Linked DNA regions of Mus musculus: region 1 is linked to region 2. The links are chromatin contacts, called in public Hi-C maps. All regions are on one chromosome and are shown on one strand. Each heading gives the region's core, a stretch centred on a gene start, on an enhancer-like site or on the middle of the called end of the contact. The rest is flanking DNA. Distances are from core to core; before and after follow the strand shown. Region 1 overlaps Pde11a (phosphodiesterase 11A). Region 2 overlaps Nfe2l2 (nuclear factor, erythroid derived 2, like 2).

Evidence for each region. Hi-C and Micro-C count contacts between places; a contact is called where the count stands out from the background.
Region 1: a Hi-C map of the C2C12 cell line shows a contact between it and region 2, with 2.2 times the contacts expected there. The contact joins two enhancer-like sites. A contact is called at or near these places in 5 of 39 promoter capture datasets (the HPC-7 cell line, cranial neural crest, maxillary cranial neural crest and 2 more), 4 of 484 Hi-C or Micro-C datasets (the C2C12 cell line and embryonic stem cells), 6 of 115 datasets of contacts at active chromatin or transcription factors (astrocytes, embryonic limb bud, embryonic stem cells and 1 more) and 1 of 9 other capture datasets (embryonic stem cells).

The regions. Positions count from the first base shown.
Region 1 is chr2:76,058,404-76,065,287 of GRCm38.p6, reverse strand. It overlaps Pde11a (phosphodiesterase 11A), which reads left to right. Exons shown (of 20, transcript NM_001081033.3): 13 at 6,203-6,312. Among named protein-coding and RNA genes, the nearest start is that of Gm52518, 25 kb to the right of the region's middle. Within about 2 kb of position 5,542, at least 14 of the 459 cell types and tissues checked have an H3K27ac peak or open chromatin away from gene starts, as enhancers often do. A contact at or near this core is called in the C2C12 cell line, where this site is marked.
Region 2 is chr2:75,684,494-75,691,279 of GRCm38.p6, reverse strand. All of the region lies in intron 1 of Nfe2l2 (nuclear factor, erythroid derived 2, like 2), which reads left to right. Among named protein-coding and RNA genes, the nearest start is that of Nfe2l2, 17 kb to the left of the region's middle. Within about 2 kb of position 1,624, at least 83 of the 459 cell types and tissues checked have an H3K27ac peak or open chromatin away from gene starts, as enhancers often do. A contact at or near this core is called in the C2C12 cell line, where this site is marked.

The DNA.
Region 1 (6,884 bases), core at 4,293-6,792, 370 kb before region 2:
CTTGATCTGCTATCTCCAAAAGCAGAGATGGCCAGCAATCTCTGCCAGTGCGCTCTTCCATGGTGCAGAATCTCCACAGGGCCGCACTTCTCCCCTGGCCTAGGCTGGTGCAGATATTTACAAAATTTGCTAAATGAATGGACACTTTTCCAAATGTCACTATTTTATTCAAACCTGGAGTAGTCTGATCACAAAATTATTTAAATATTTTTAATTCAACACAAGCTATTTTTTATTACTTTTGATTAAAATTTTTAAAAATCTACCATGTCCAACACCTTTAAAATTACAAATAAAATCTTTTTCTTTAAAAAAAAAAAAAAGCCCTGAAAATATACAGGGCATATAAGTTTTTGATGAATAAATGTTCTCTGTGGGTTTTTCAACACAAAATAAAGCGTTTTGTAATTTGACTACCGATCTTCTGATGTGTACCCAGCAGGCTTTCCCCTGTGCACTCAGTAGCCATTTTATAAAAGTGGGCTATTTCATTTCTCCCGCCAGATCTTGGTTTTCTGTGAAGCCTTATTTGTAACACGCTGTGTGCTATCAGGTTGATCTTGCTGCAACAGAGACAAGTGTAGGCTAAAAATGTCAAATGGCTCTGTAGCACCCACTGGTACGCTCTAGAATAGTGGACGTCATGGGTAAATCACATCTGGGTGACCCTGGACAGCCCTCTTACCTGCCATCTCCACCTAAAGCCTGCACACTCACGCCTGTCTCACAATAGATGCTGGATTCACAAGCCAAGCTGGCTGGGCTCTAAGTCTACCTCTGCTATTTTCGCTATGTTATCTATTAGATAGATAGATAAGAGTATCTGTCTAGAGGTTCTTGTAATGGTTGAGACGAGTGCTTGGCATACGCTGAGTACGATGACAGTATTAATAATTGTTAGTATTTCCCGGAGCCTATTTTCTCAAACATGCCAATTGCTTGATACCCACCAAGGACCTAGTAACAGCCATTGGCTGAAAAACTGCTCTACAGCACCACCTAGGGCTGACACTACAGCCATTGTATCTTGCTGAATTCAACAGACCCACCCTGACAGTCACTTTCTTTGTCTGTGATAGTCTGGCGTTCACTGCTACACAGACTCAGCTTAGATTTTTCTGTTAGCTAATGACAGAAACTTGTTGGTAGTCCAGCTGAGCATGAGAAGGAATCAAATCAATCTGAGGACTTTAAAGTCTTCACTGTTGTATGTAGTAGAAGACAGTGGAAGAATTATCCCAGAACACATGTCAGCCCCATGAAGGCTGGCCATTTGGAGGACTGCCCCAAGCATTGTAACGGGGCTTCTCTTGGGTGAGGTGAGAACTGAATCTATGAACTGACTCTTTACTTAGACATATTATATTTATTGCTTGTATTTCTGATATACACCATGAAGGAACGCAATCGAGAAGGCATATTGACACAAAGGTCAATAAAACTCATAATAATTGAGGAAAGACATAATTTTATTTGAAAAATATAAAGCAATAAGCTAGAGTCAGGAAATAAATACATGGAGACATCCCTCCCTCGCCTCTCTGTTTTCTTTTTGAAAGTATAGTATCTTCTTCGTCAGGCAGCTGCCTCTCTGCTCACTCTGGGTAGATGGCGGTCTGAATGGATGAGACTGAAGGAAGATGGATGAGGGGGGAGGAGCAAATAGAAACTTTGTGGCAGGTGGACACTTTTCAGGCCTGATGATTCTCAGAAACCATTTACCAGGCAGCTTTAAATCACAGTCAAGAGCGAGGCCCTGCTTCAGTAACTCAGGTATCACAGCCGGGAGAGGTAAACACATTTTGCGAGACCGTGTGTCTGCCCAACTTCAAGGAATCTTTATTCCGAGGTCCCTGGATGAGCTCAGTAGCCTCGGAGTGATATGAGATTATTAGATTTTATAGAAAAAGTGTTTGTATATCTCATTGAGCTCTCAAAAGTCTTCATGATGATGAAGCATTTTAGAGACATGTGATGAATTTCAAGGGGAAAATAAAAGGTTACTGTGTAAAATCCCCCAGCAACGGGGGGGGGGGGGGGGGGGAGACAGAGACAGAGACAGAGACAGAGAAAATATGATAGTTTATAAAACAGCAGCACAGAACAAGGCCAGCCTCTACCTTCAGGGCCAAGGTGGAGGGAAGAGAAGCCACACACCTGAGACCAATTTTCTCAGACCTGCCAAGGTTCGGCAACAAAGGACTTCAGAGGCCACAAGATAGGGTAGAGTGGGTTAAAGACTGAAACGGTGAGTCCCCAAGTCTCTATCTCCCCCTCTACACTGAAGAAGATTTGTACCTCATACGGGAAACGGTGTTTCCTGAATGAAATGAAGCACTATCTTTGAGGACAGCAGCCAAAGGGCAGGATACATGGGGAGAGTGGAGGTGCGTGAATGCCAGTGGCCTCCAGAGTGCCAGGCCACAGCTCCTGACTTTGTCTCAGTGTTTACACCGCTCTGGGCAACAGATTGGAGAGTCCAGAGACAGGAGCTTAGGTCTAGTGTTTGGGAATCTCCACGAAAAGGCCAGCCAGACATTTGGTCACCCTACGGCAAGGCCTGGCAACCTGCAGGCACCTCGCACCCACCCTGGAGTAGGGTGAACTTGAGATCACTTCATTTCTAAGTATGGATGTAGGAAAGACTTCTGAGAGGACACAAAGCAAAGAACAGGCTCAGAGGACATGGACAATTCAAAGGAGCAAAAGAAATTACGAGGAACATTATCAATTTCTTCAGAAAGGTAGGAAAAGAGATAATACATCAGGGGGAGAAGAACAGTACAGTATTGGAAAGGAAGCAGGAAAATACTCACAAATGTAAAACTCACAGGAAGAAAGAATAGTCTGTACAGGAGATTAAAGAGAAAAGATCTTAAAATAATGAAATCAGTATTCAATAATTCTGCTCATATACAACAGGGAAAAAAAAATTTGAAGCGCTGGTGAGACAGCTCAGCAAGGAAAGGCTGCCCAAGACTGGCCACTTGAATTCAAGTTATTGTATCCACATGGTGGAATAAGAGAACCCACTCCTTAAAGTGACCAACCATTGGACTGAGCACAGGGTTCCCAATGGAGAAGCTAGAGAAAGGACGAAAGGAACTGAAGGGATTTGCAGTCCCATAGGAGGAACAACAATATCAACCAACCAGTACCCCAGAGCTCCCATGGACTAAACCACCAATCAAAAAGTACACATGGAGGGACTCATGGCTCCAGCTGCATATGTAGCAGAGGATGGCCCTGTGGGACATTGATGGGAGGAGAGGCCCTTGGTCCTGTGAAGACTGCATGCCCCAGTGTGGGGGAATGCCAAGGCCAGGACAGGGAAGTGGGAATGGGTGGGTTGGTGAGCAGAGGGAAGGGAGATGGGATAGAGGTTTTCAGGGCGGAAACAAGGAAAGGGGATAACATTTGAAGTGTAAATAAAGAAAATGTCTAATAAAAAATAAATAAAAAGAAATTTAAAATCTATTAAAGAAGGTAATTTTAGCCAGGCGGTGGTGGCGCACACCTTTAATCCCAGCACTTGGGAGACAGAGGCAGGCGGATTTCCGAGTTCGAGGCCAGCCTGGTCTACAAAGTGAGTTCCAGGACAGCCAGAGCTACACAGAGAAACCCTGTCTCGAAAAACCAAAAAGCAGAAGAAGAAGAAGAAGAAGAAGAAGAAGAAGAAGGAGGAGGAGGAGGAGGAGGAGGAGGAGGAGGAGGAGGAGGAGGAGGAGGAGGAGGAAGAGGAGGAGGTAACTTTTAAAAAAAGAAATGAAAAGTTTTTCTCAGATTTAAGAACCATATGCCTAGCACAAAGAGTAAAATAAATAAATAAATAAATAAATAAGAAAAAGGGTAATTTAAAGTGTACTGAAGAAAAACAACAACAGAAAGACCCGAGGAGCTATGTGCTGGAGAAGCAGAGCCTGCAGGTTAGATGTACAACGTAAAAGGAATGACGAGGTGCTCTCTGAACCAAGCACGTCGGCAAGGAATTGCTAACACGGGGAAGATAGAGGACATTCAGAAACAAGCAATCTGACACTAAAAATATCAGGAATGAGGCTGGCGTGTTCTTCCCAAAAGCAATGTTGTAAGCCAGCCAGTAAAGAAGTTAGTCTCTTAGAACCCTGAGAGAACTTATCTTCCCCTAGAATTGTTAGGCAGACTAACAGTTGAGTGTGAAGATAGAATAAGGCCCCTGCCCCCGACCCCAACCATGTAAAACCTGAGAACACCTGCCTCCCTAAGAAACAGACAACGCTTGCTTATGAAACCTGCAAAATGAGGCAGACATTGAGGAAAGCCACAGAAGACAAGAGATAAGAGATCATCCCTCAGGGAGGGGGCAAACCAGACCTGACCACCCTCAAGACACGAAGGATCACATAAGTGTGAAGCTTTGGAGTCTCTTCAAAATTATTTAATAGATATTTTACAAAGTCGTGTAGGACATGGAAAGGCATAGCTGTTTGAAAGAAATATGGACTCCAGAAATTTAAGAAAACGGTTACAGTGTATCGGTCGGCTGGGCAGTGGGCAGTACTTACAGGGTGACCATGACGAAAGCTCTGGGCATGGATTACATTGGGAATAGAAGGGAGGTGCAGGGACCACCCATCACCTCCCATCCACCACCACACCATCAGTGCTTCAAGGCATGCTGGGAGGGATGCTAGGAAGATGCTCCTTGTGAGCCTTAGGCACAGGACAGAGCCTCCCCGTGACTCAGTTCTTTGTCATAACCAAGGATAATAGTAGCTATTACCTCATTCACCAAGTAAGTTAAGCAGTTGAAAAGTCTTAGGAGAATTGCTAGCAGCATAGAAATGAGTGTGTAAATATTTGGTAAAGAATCAAGTGCTAAGACGCATGTATATTGTGTAGCAATATGGGGTGATGTCACCAGATACTTAAGAGACTCTGGTTTCCTTTACAAATCAGGAATAATGAACAGTGAGGGAGACTGCAGACTTTCAGCTTTATGCTTCTTAGTATGGCTTTAGAAAACTATTACGAGTAATAACATAACAACAAATAACATCCAACAAGTTTTAAAACCAAGGCTGTTCACAAGCTTTGGCAAGGACTACTTCATAGCCTCGGACAACTTTATGAACATTTTCATTGGTTGTATAAGTGATGTCATGTGTGTTTCCAAACTTAGCCAGGGAACCAAGTCAGTTTTGAGAAATAAAATTGCCAATGCAGGAATCCATCGCTCAGTTATTTCCGTATTAAAACCACAACTAATTTTAAAAAAAAAAAGTTTTCATTGCCCTAAAAGTCTTACAGGTATTAGCCCGTGATCTGAGAGCTTACATGGAAAGTCATTTCAACCGCACTCCCCCCTCCTACCCTCTGATAGAGAATTTAATAAGTAATGGACCAGGAGACTTACAGTGTAAGGGGGGGGGGCAGCAAACGCTTCAGATGGAGAAGGCGAGCAGATCTTTCTCCCAAAGGCGTGTTTCCTCTTCCAAACTAATGAAAGGGCCAGCTGGAGCTGGAGGGCTGGTTCTGTTTTCCTGCCCGTAACGACATAAAACTGCTTCCAGGAGGAATTGCACCCCAGCCACATAGTCCACACAGCTACCGGGATCAGAAACAAAGACTTCCAAATAGTGTGCACGCCCCTTGACGCTCAGGCCTGGGTTGTCCAACCCTCAGTTTCTAGGACTTACCTGTATGCATTCCAATCTGTTCATCAGCCCAATATGTACTAAGAGATTTATAAGATAATTCTAGAACACCATCACACAGCAGTGTGAGTACTTCTTTCTTTATTACCCCACGTATTACAAAGCAAGGTTTTGTTCTGTTTGCTGACCCTCAAAGTAACAGCTGGGGGCTGGAGCTTTTCAGTTCTGAACGTCCCTTCACACCTTCCTACTTCTAAATACAATGCTTATCGTACCGTGTGCAATGTCAAAACACACTTCACTCAGGGCCTTTCCCAGACTGTCCATGTGGAGACCGACAATCCTCTTAAAAAGGGGGAATAAAACAGACTGAACTTGGTCCTGATGCAACAGCAAGCGAATCCCTCACTGTGGGGACCTTAGGCTGAGCAACTGACCACTCAACACACTGTCATCTAAGAGGGTGACAGCTAATCATTTCCTTAAATGATGTGGGCATGAAACCAGCCGACTGCTGCTGCCTTCCTGCCCCTGGCACTGACTAGCCCTTGTCCCCTTCTTCCCAGACTGCTGGGTTCCAAGAGATTCTGACCGAGGTGGAAATTTTAGCGGTGATTGTGGGATGCCTGTGTCATGACCTCGACCACAGGGGAACCAACAATGCCTTCCAAGCTAAGTAAGTGTTCTAATTCTTGTGATTTTAATGCATTTGCCTTTCTGTTCGGAGCCAAAGGTGACAAGTGCTAAGGAGTTAAAGCATTAATTTCTGGCATCAGAGGCCAAGGCCACGCAGGCTTGGGCATGCATGTCATGGGGGCCCATCCATCTTTATAATTCCCCATTCTTCTTTTAATTGCAAATTTGCCCTCCGTGTCATGCTTGTTGATTTGGTCTGTCTCTGCTGACCTCAGTCAGAGAGCACAGTTGAGGTTTTCAAAGGCCTATTCTTTCCCTCTCAGCCTATTTGCCTCCATCCCGTGACAAGCCACTTGGACCTGCTACTCTCAAATCTGGTTTTGAGATGATTAGAATTAAAAAAAAAAAAGTCTCAGGAAGATTAATGAAGCAAAGATTGCTTTGCTCTTCCCATTCCTCGTCCCATGAAAAGATGGAAACAGACAAAGGAATCACATAAACACGGGGATGGGTAATCGACTATTTGTTCTGCACGTGAGTCACCTAGATAGACCAATCTGTCTGGTCAAGAAAGCCACTACTCGGTGGCTCACATTGTGGCAAGGGCCACAG
Region 2 (6,786 bases), core at 375-2,874:
TTAATATCACAACAATACTGTTAACATGTTAAAATGCTATTGGACCAAATTGGATTAAATACGTTGTTCAAATTAAATTCACTGTGTTGTTTTTGTTATTGTGTCTGAGCTGCAAACAATATCAGTTACATATGTTATTCACATTATATTTCTTATGAAGTTCCTTTAGAGCATTCTGTAATCTAAAATTAGTGTGTATTTTTACATTAAAATGAATTTTCAATTGTAGTTTGGACATGATAAAATCTGAAACACTTAGAGGTTTAGACATCTTCCGGTCCAGTCCCACCCTCTTTCCGGTGCAGAAAGCAAGGCAGAAGGTTTCTATCAATCGATGGTGCCCAGTTCCAGGTAGGGCCTGAAACCTAGTCATCTTTTTCCTGTTACAAATAGAAATTTAGTCCTTAGAAAAGACAGCATTGCAGGTGGAAAGGAATGTGGCTGCTGTCCCTGACCAGTGGAAAGAGTGTGTTCAGTAGGTGTTCACTGTGTGTGTCATTCCTGGGCAGTGTGATAACACTTTCACGAACAGTAATGCTCATATTCCCATACTGTGTGTGGCCATCCATGTTGGAAGACTCCATACTAGTTTTCCTACTTTTAGTCTTTTCCTCCCAAAGCCAGAGATGTTTTGTTTTGCTTTTTTTTTTTTTTTTTTTTTTTTTTTTTCAGGTAAAGACACATTGTTTTTTTCTTTTTTTTATTTATTTATTTATTTATTTATTTATTATATGTAAGTACACTGTAGCTGTCTTCAGACACTCCAGAAGAGGGCGTCAGATCTTGTTACAGATGGTTGTGAGCCACCATGTGGTTGCTGGGATTTGAACTCCTGACCTTCGGGAGAGCAGTCGGGTGCTCTTACCCACTGAGCCATCTCACCAGCCCTTGTTTTGCTTTTGAGACAGGGTTTCTCTTAAGTAGACTTGGCTGTCCTGGAACTTGCTCTGTAGACCAGGCTGGCTTCAAACTCAGAGATCCACCTGTCTGCCTACTGCACCACCTGTCTGCCTACTGCACCACCTGTCTGCCTACTGCACTCTAGATTTAAAGGTTTTGAGCAGGGGATGCTACTATAACCTAACTCAAAGCCATAGATTTAAAAACAAACAAACAAACAAACAAACAAACAAACAGAAAACAGCAACACACTTTAAAAGCAGACCCATAGCTTGTGTCCTTAAGGAAAAAAAAGAATTTGACTGAGTGTGTTTAGATAGAGTTCTGAGATCACTTAAAAGTTTAGGCCTTTTTGTGTTGTTCTGATTTCCCAGGCCTGACCTGAGATCGTGACCAGAACCCGCTCAGGCGTGGAGGTAGGCAGCTCGAGCCGTAGACACAGCCCATGTGTGTCTCGTGTCTTCTTTCTTTCATTAACCGTCACACAGAGGCATAGGAATTACACGACATAAAGATGCAAGTGAATGTTTGTGACCTCTAGGCACTTGAATGTTAGAGCCAGTGCCCAAGAAGTGCCTTTCTCAAGGACGACAAGGGTATTGCCCAGGTCCCCAGTCTTGGGAAGCTGGGGGTGAACAGTCAGCTTTGTGTTGCTCTTAGTGGGTATGTGGCCTGTGTTGTCCAATTCGGGCTTTTTTGAGTACACACTAGTTTCAGGCTGTGGTCAGGTTACCCTAGAGGCCAGGCCCTAGATAGGCTGTGGCAGGGGCTGAGGGCTGGGAGGCTCTCCTGAAGCATGCTATTCAAACCTTCTGGTGGTGAAAGCATGCATGCCTCTATGGAAGGGTGCAGGGTCCCTGGAGGCCCTGACTAGTCAGATGTCAGCTGAGTTTTTAATAACAGGATTTTACAGGCTGTTATTTTAGCTTCACAGATAAGTCCACATAGCAGGGTTTGTTACTTGGTTTTTTGTTTGTTTTTGCTTTTGCTTTTCCCCTACTTTGATTGGACTGAGTCTTGCTCTGTAGCTCAGGCTGACTTCCAATTTACCAGCAATACTTCTTTCTGCCCCTGCATTCTGAGTGCAGGATGGTGAGGTGTGTGCTAGTAACCTGGCAACAGTATTGTCAGTGTTGGTGTTCAGAGAAGTCCATAAAAGTTGGTGATTTTTCTTAGTAGAAGAAACTGTAATGGAGGGGCTGGAAACATGGCTAAGCAGTTATCTTGGAGAGGATCCGTGTGTGAGTCATAGCACCCACACAGTGGCTTACAACCATCCACAACTCCAGTGCCAGAGGATATGACACCCACTGCTGACCTCAGCAGGCATATCAAGCATGGACATGGTGAATCATGTAAACAAAATGTGTGTAAAGTAAGTTTTAAAAGGTTTCAAGAAATTGTAAGGAGAAAGTCTGTCTGATATTTGTGTTTGGTTGACCAGATGTATTCTCCTGTGTTCTGCTCAGTCACAAAAAGCCTGTCACCGGTTGTCCACTTAGCATTTTGAGCCTTGGATTACTAATTTATAGCCCCAGAGTTGGCTGTGATCGCACAAATCACTGTTAGCTTTCTTTACAGTCAGTTACAACCTGTTCTAAGTGTCAGTCAATGACCAACAGACAGTCTTAGAAAGGACATCTTTCTAGACTTTAAAGAACCAATGGATGGGTCAGCCTGGCTGGACTTGTCTCCTGTCTTCTGTAGCTTGTCTTCAGCAGTCTGAGGCTTGCTTGTGCTTGCTGGTTGTGCTTGCTGTGCTGGGGTGTTGCTGCTGATAAGACTTCATTCACCTACTCTTCCCTTTGTACACTACATCCTCTGGATTTTATCCCTGTGGATGTGCAGGCAGCTGAACAGGAGCTTGGCTAGAGCATTGGTGGGCATAGACTCCAGAGAGTTTATTCACACTGGAGAGATGGCTCAGAAGTTAAGAATGCTGTCTCTTCTTTTAGAGGTTCTGAGCCCAGTTCCCAGCAACCACATGGTGGCTCACAACCATCTGTAGTGGAATCTGAGGCCCTCGCCTGGCATGCACATATACGCACACAGAACACTCATACATAAATAAACTAAATTTAAAACAAACCTGGATTTCTGGAAAAACAGTGAGTACTCTTAACTGCTGAGCCATCTCTCCATTCTCCTATAAACCGTGAACCTGGGGGCTGGAAGGATGGCTCAGTGATTAGGAGCGATTGCTGCACAATTATGAGGACCTGAGCTTGGAATCCAGCATTCACATAACAAACTGGCACGGTCTCGTGCATGACTGTAGCCCCAGAGTCTTGAGGGAGGATTATTGGAGCTCACTGATGCTAGCCTGACCAAAAACCATGAACTCCAGATTCAAGAAGGGACCCTGACTTAAAGCCGTAAGACCTGGTGATGAAGACACCTTCCTCTGGCCTCTACTCCCATGTGTTGGCATATGCACCCACACACAAAAACATGAAGTTTTTAAAAAGCATAAAAGCACATTAGGTGTGGGGGCTCCCAGTACTCGAGAGGCAGAGAAAGGTGGATCTAGTCTACTAAAGGCCAATCTAGTCTACGGACTGAGTTCCAGGACATTAAAGAAACCTCGTCTGGGGGGCTGAGGGTGGGGAGCCCCTTGAAAAGGAATAGTGAAATAGAGGTACATCCTTTTTCCTCTGCCAGCATGGTAACAACAACAACAACAAAGAACCAATAGAGAAGTAGACTAGAGGTAGTTTTACAGTTCTTTGCCCTCTGCTGCTGGGCAGTTATCTCACCTTTGCAAAAGCAGAGGACTGTCTAGGTGATTCCGACAGCCCTCTCTGTAGTGGTATTCCATGACTGTGCGGTCCCATGTGTTCCCATGTGATCCGAGTCACATGTACCAAAAGGTCCAGATGTAAGGAGGAAGGAAAGCTCTGGGGGTGAGAGTTTCCCTTGAGCTGGAGAACTGGAACTTTGCGGGGAAGGGGGATGCTCGCAGTTGAGAACGAGAGAAAATATTGCCACTGTCACGCAGAAAGACCAAGAACACAAGGTTGCAGCTGGGTTGACTTTATATGCTCTTACTGCCTTGTTTTCTGTTTTGAGACATTCTTGCCCTGGTTCGTGTTGACCTTGAACTCAGAACTGTTCTTGCTCCAGCTGCCTGAGTCCTGTGATTACAGGTGTGTGCCTGACACCTGTTGCTTTCAAATACTCACTGAGTCAGGCCTTGGGAGTCCAGACTTAGCCCTTGTTTATGTTCATGGTCGTGACTGTTGTGCGAAGTGGCAGTTACTACTTCTGTTGTGTCTCTGCCTACTTAGTGGCTTTTCTCTGTGCTGCCAGAGGTCCTTAATGCTGCTCCTCATGTCTCCTAACAAACAGCCCTTGCGTTACTGGCACCTCACTGTTCCTGTGACCTGTGTGAATGTATTGTTCAGTGGTAGATAAACTAATGACCCACTTAGTCTGTACACTAATCTTGCTGTTCTTGACTACCACTTGTGTTACTACCACTTTTTGGTAAGAGTTTTAGCCATTAGTGCATATTACTTTTAAGAAATATTGCTTGCTCTTGCTGCCTTTGTGGCAGGTGCAGGAAAATTGGACTGACACAGAGGTTAGCATGCCTTTGTACAGAGACAATGTGAAAATTTGTGAGGTTTTCCTTATATTTTACAGGACCCCCCCATCCCCCCAATCATACTTGCTGGGTGGTGTCACACACTTTTAATTCCAGCACTCAGGAGGCACAGGCAGGTGGATCTCGCAAGTTCAAGGACAACCAGGGTTACACTAAAAAGCCTTGTTTTGGGTGGGGTGGGAATCATACTTTTAAAAAGTTCACAGTTTTAAAAAGTTAGCAGACCCTTTGGAAAGTACCCTAAAAGTGTCCGGGGCTCATTAAAAAGGCTTTTTTAAAGTGTTCTCTGTGGTCTAAATATAATTCAGTACATTAAATTCATATATAAAATTCCTCCGCACCACTGATAGCAGCATAGCCATGCCTCAAGAGCCAGGGTCTTTGTCTGACTGCACAGTTCTTCCCTATCTCTCAGGCCTAGGTGGATGCTCTTGATTGTTGCTATGTTTACTTAATTGTTAATTGGTTAGATCCAAAAGTGACCATGAGTATTAAATAATTTAGTTTGGGGAACCCTGAAAATGGATAAAGGAGCTTGAAGCATTGAGAAATATCAGCAGTTTCTGTGAAGAGTCTCTGATTCGAGGCCTCCCTCCTTCAGCTGACCCATCAGAGAGGTCAAGGGTGGAGGCAGCAAGGCGCGGAGTTGCCTGCCTGGTCTCCTGATTTGTTTCCCCTCAGGTGAAGTAGATGAGGAAGATGGAAGCAGTGTTCCTGAAGGTTCTTTTGGTAATGATGTGTGTGTGTTCTAACAGTAACTGAAGTGTGTTCATCAAGTGCTTTCTCTGTGTGGCTTGCTCACTCAGAATGGGCAGAGTCCAGCAACTGTATCCTAAGGATTGCTGTTCTCCTGACAGAGTAAGGGCCACCCTGCACCAGCACAGCCAGATTGTAACTCTTGAAAGCCAAGTGTGAAACTTGTGGAGAAGTCAGAGCTTGGTGGTTTCTCCACCAGGTAGGTGGGGTTACCCAGGGTTTGAAAAGTGAATGTCCTTGGTGATTTCATTTTGACCACAGAACAGCTATGCCTCTGGAGAAAGTCGGGCTTCTGACTGCCTTCACTTTCCAGCTTTGCGTAGTCTTGCATCATGTTGCAGGTTATGGGCTGCGTAATGGGTGAGAGTTCCAGTAAGCTGGCCGGGTCCTATTTCTTAGATTGAGTGAGTCATTCCTAAGAACCTTGCTTGAGAACAGGAAGCAGCCCATGGACGTTTCTGTGCATGGTAATGTAGCCTGCCAGGCTGAGGAAGCAGACACTTTCTAGCTCAGACCAAGTGGAGGATGTCTCCAGGCCTCTGGAGTGGTGCTTTCGTGACCGGGGCTTTAACCTTGCTGAGTGATTTGTATTTGGTACGAATTCAGAAATTTTTATGTGGTGAAAATCTCTAGTTGTTGATTATTGAGATAGGATTTCTGTAGGAGGAAAACTTGGGTTGGCTGGTGTTGAGTATTAATAGTCTGCCAAGTATATATGAGTTGTTTAACTAGGTCTTTCTAATATTGCTGAGGTAACACACATAAACAGCAATAGTGTACCTGATTTAGATGACTGTAAGGCCCTCTGTGACCCTACACTATTCTGTATTTTAATTATTCCGTATATTTTAATCACCTATTTCATAGTAGTAGCAGAAAGAATTAGAAAATTAATCCGTGAAAACCAAAAGAACTTGGTGTGGGGCTGACTACAGTGAGCCATAGGCCTGTCTTCTGCCTTTGGAGTCTTTGTTGAAAAGCAGATGGCATTATATTGTCTACCATGTAATGCAGTGTGGGACAGGAACCTTCGAGAAGTAAATGGGCAAATATTTAGAAATGCAACAGTCATAAGTAAGATAGATTTAAAAGACACATCTGCCTGGAGTCATTTATTACTACAAGTAATACTGCAGGTATTAATAAATAAAGTGTTTATTTATTAGGCAGTAAGACCACAGAGTAGGGCTTTGTAAATGAAGGTTAATTATGCAGCTGGTTATTCAACTGTTAAGGTTTGGGCATTCCTTCAGTGCACTCACAGACGCTGCCAGCCCTCCCCTGGGTGACTTTCAGACTGTAGAACATGAGTCTTGTTTTCTATCTGGTTTTATTCAAAAATACTTAGGCATTGTCTGTTGACAGGGGAGCTAAACCAGGTTTACTTTCTAGGTGAATAATATATATTCAGCTGGGCATCATAGGAGATATAGGATGGGCACTGTAGCCAAGTGTTCTTCACTCTCGATGTTCTAGTAACGAATGTGTGCATGAAGAAGAGAATGCCGAGAAGCAAAGGGTAA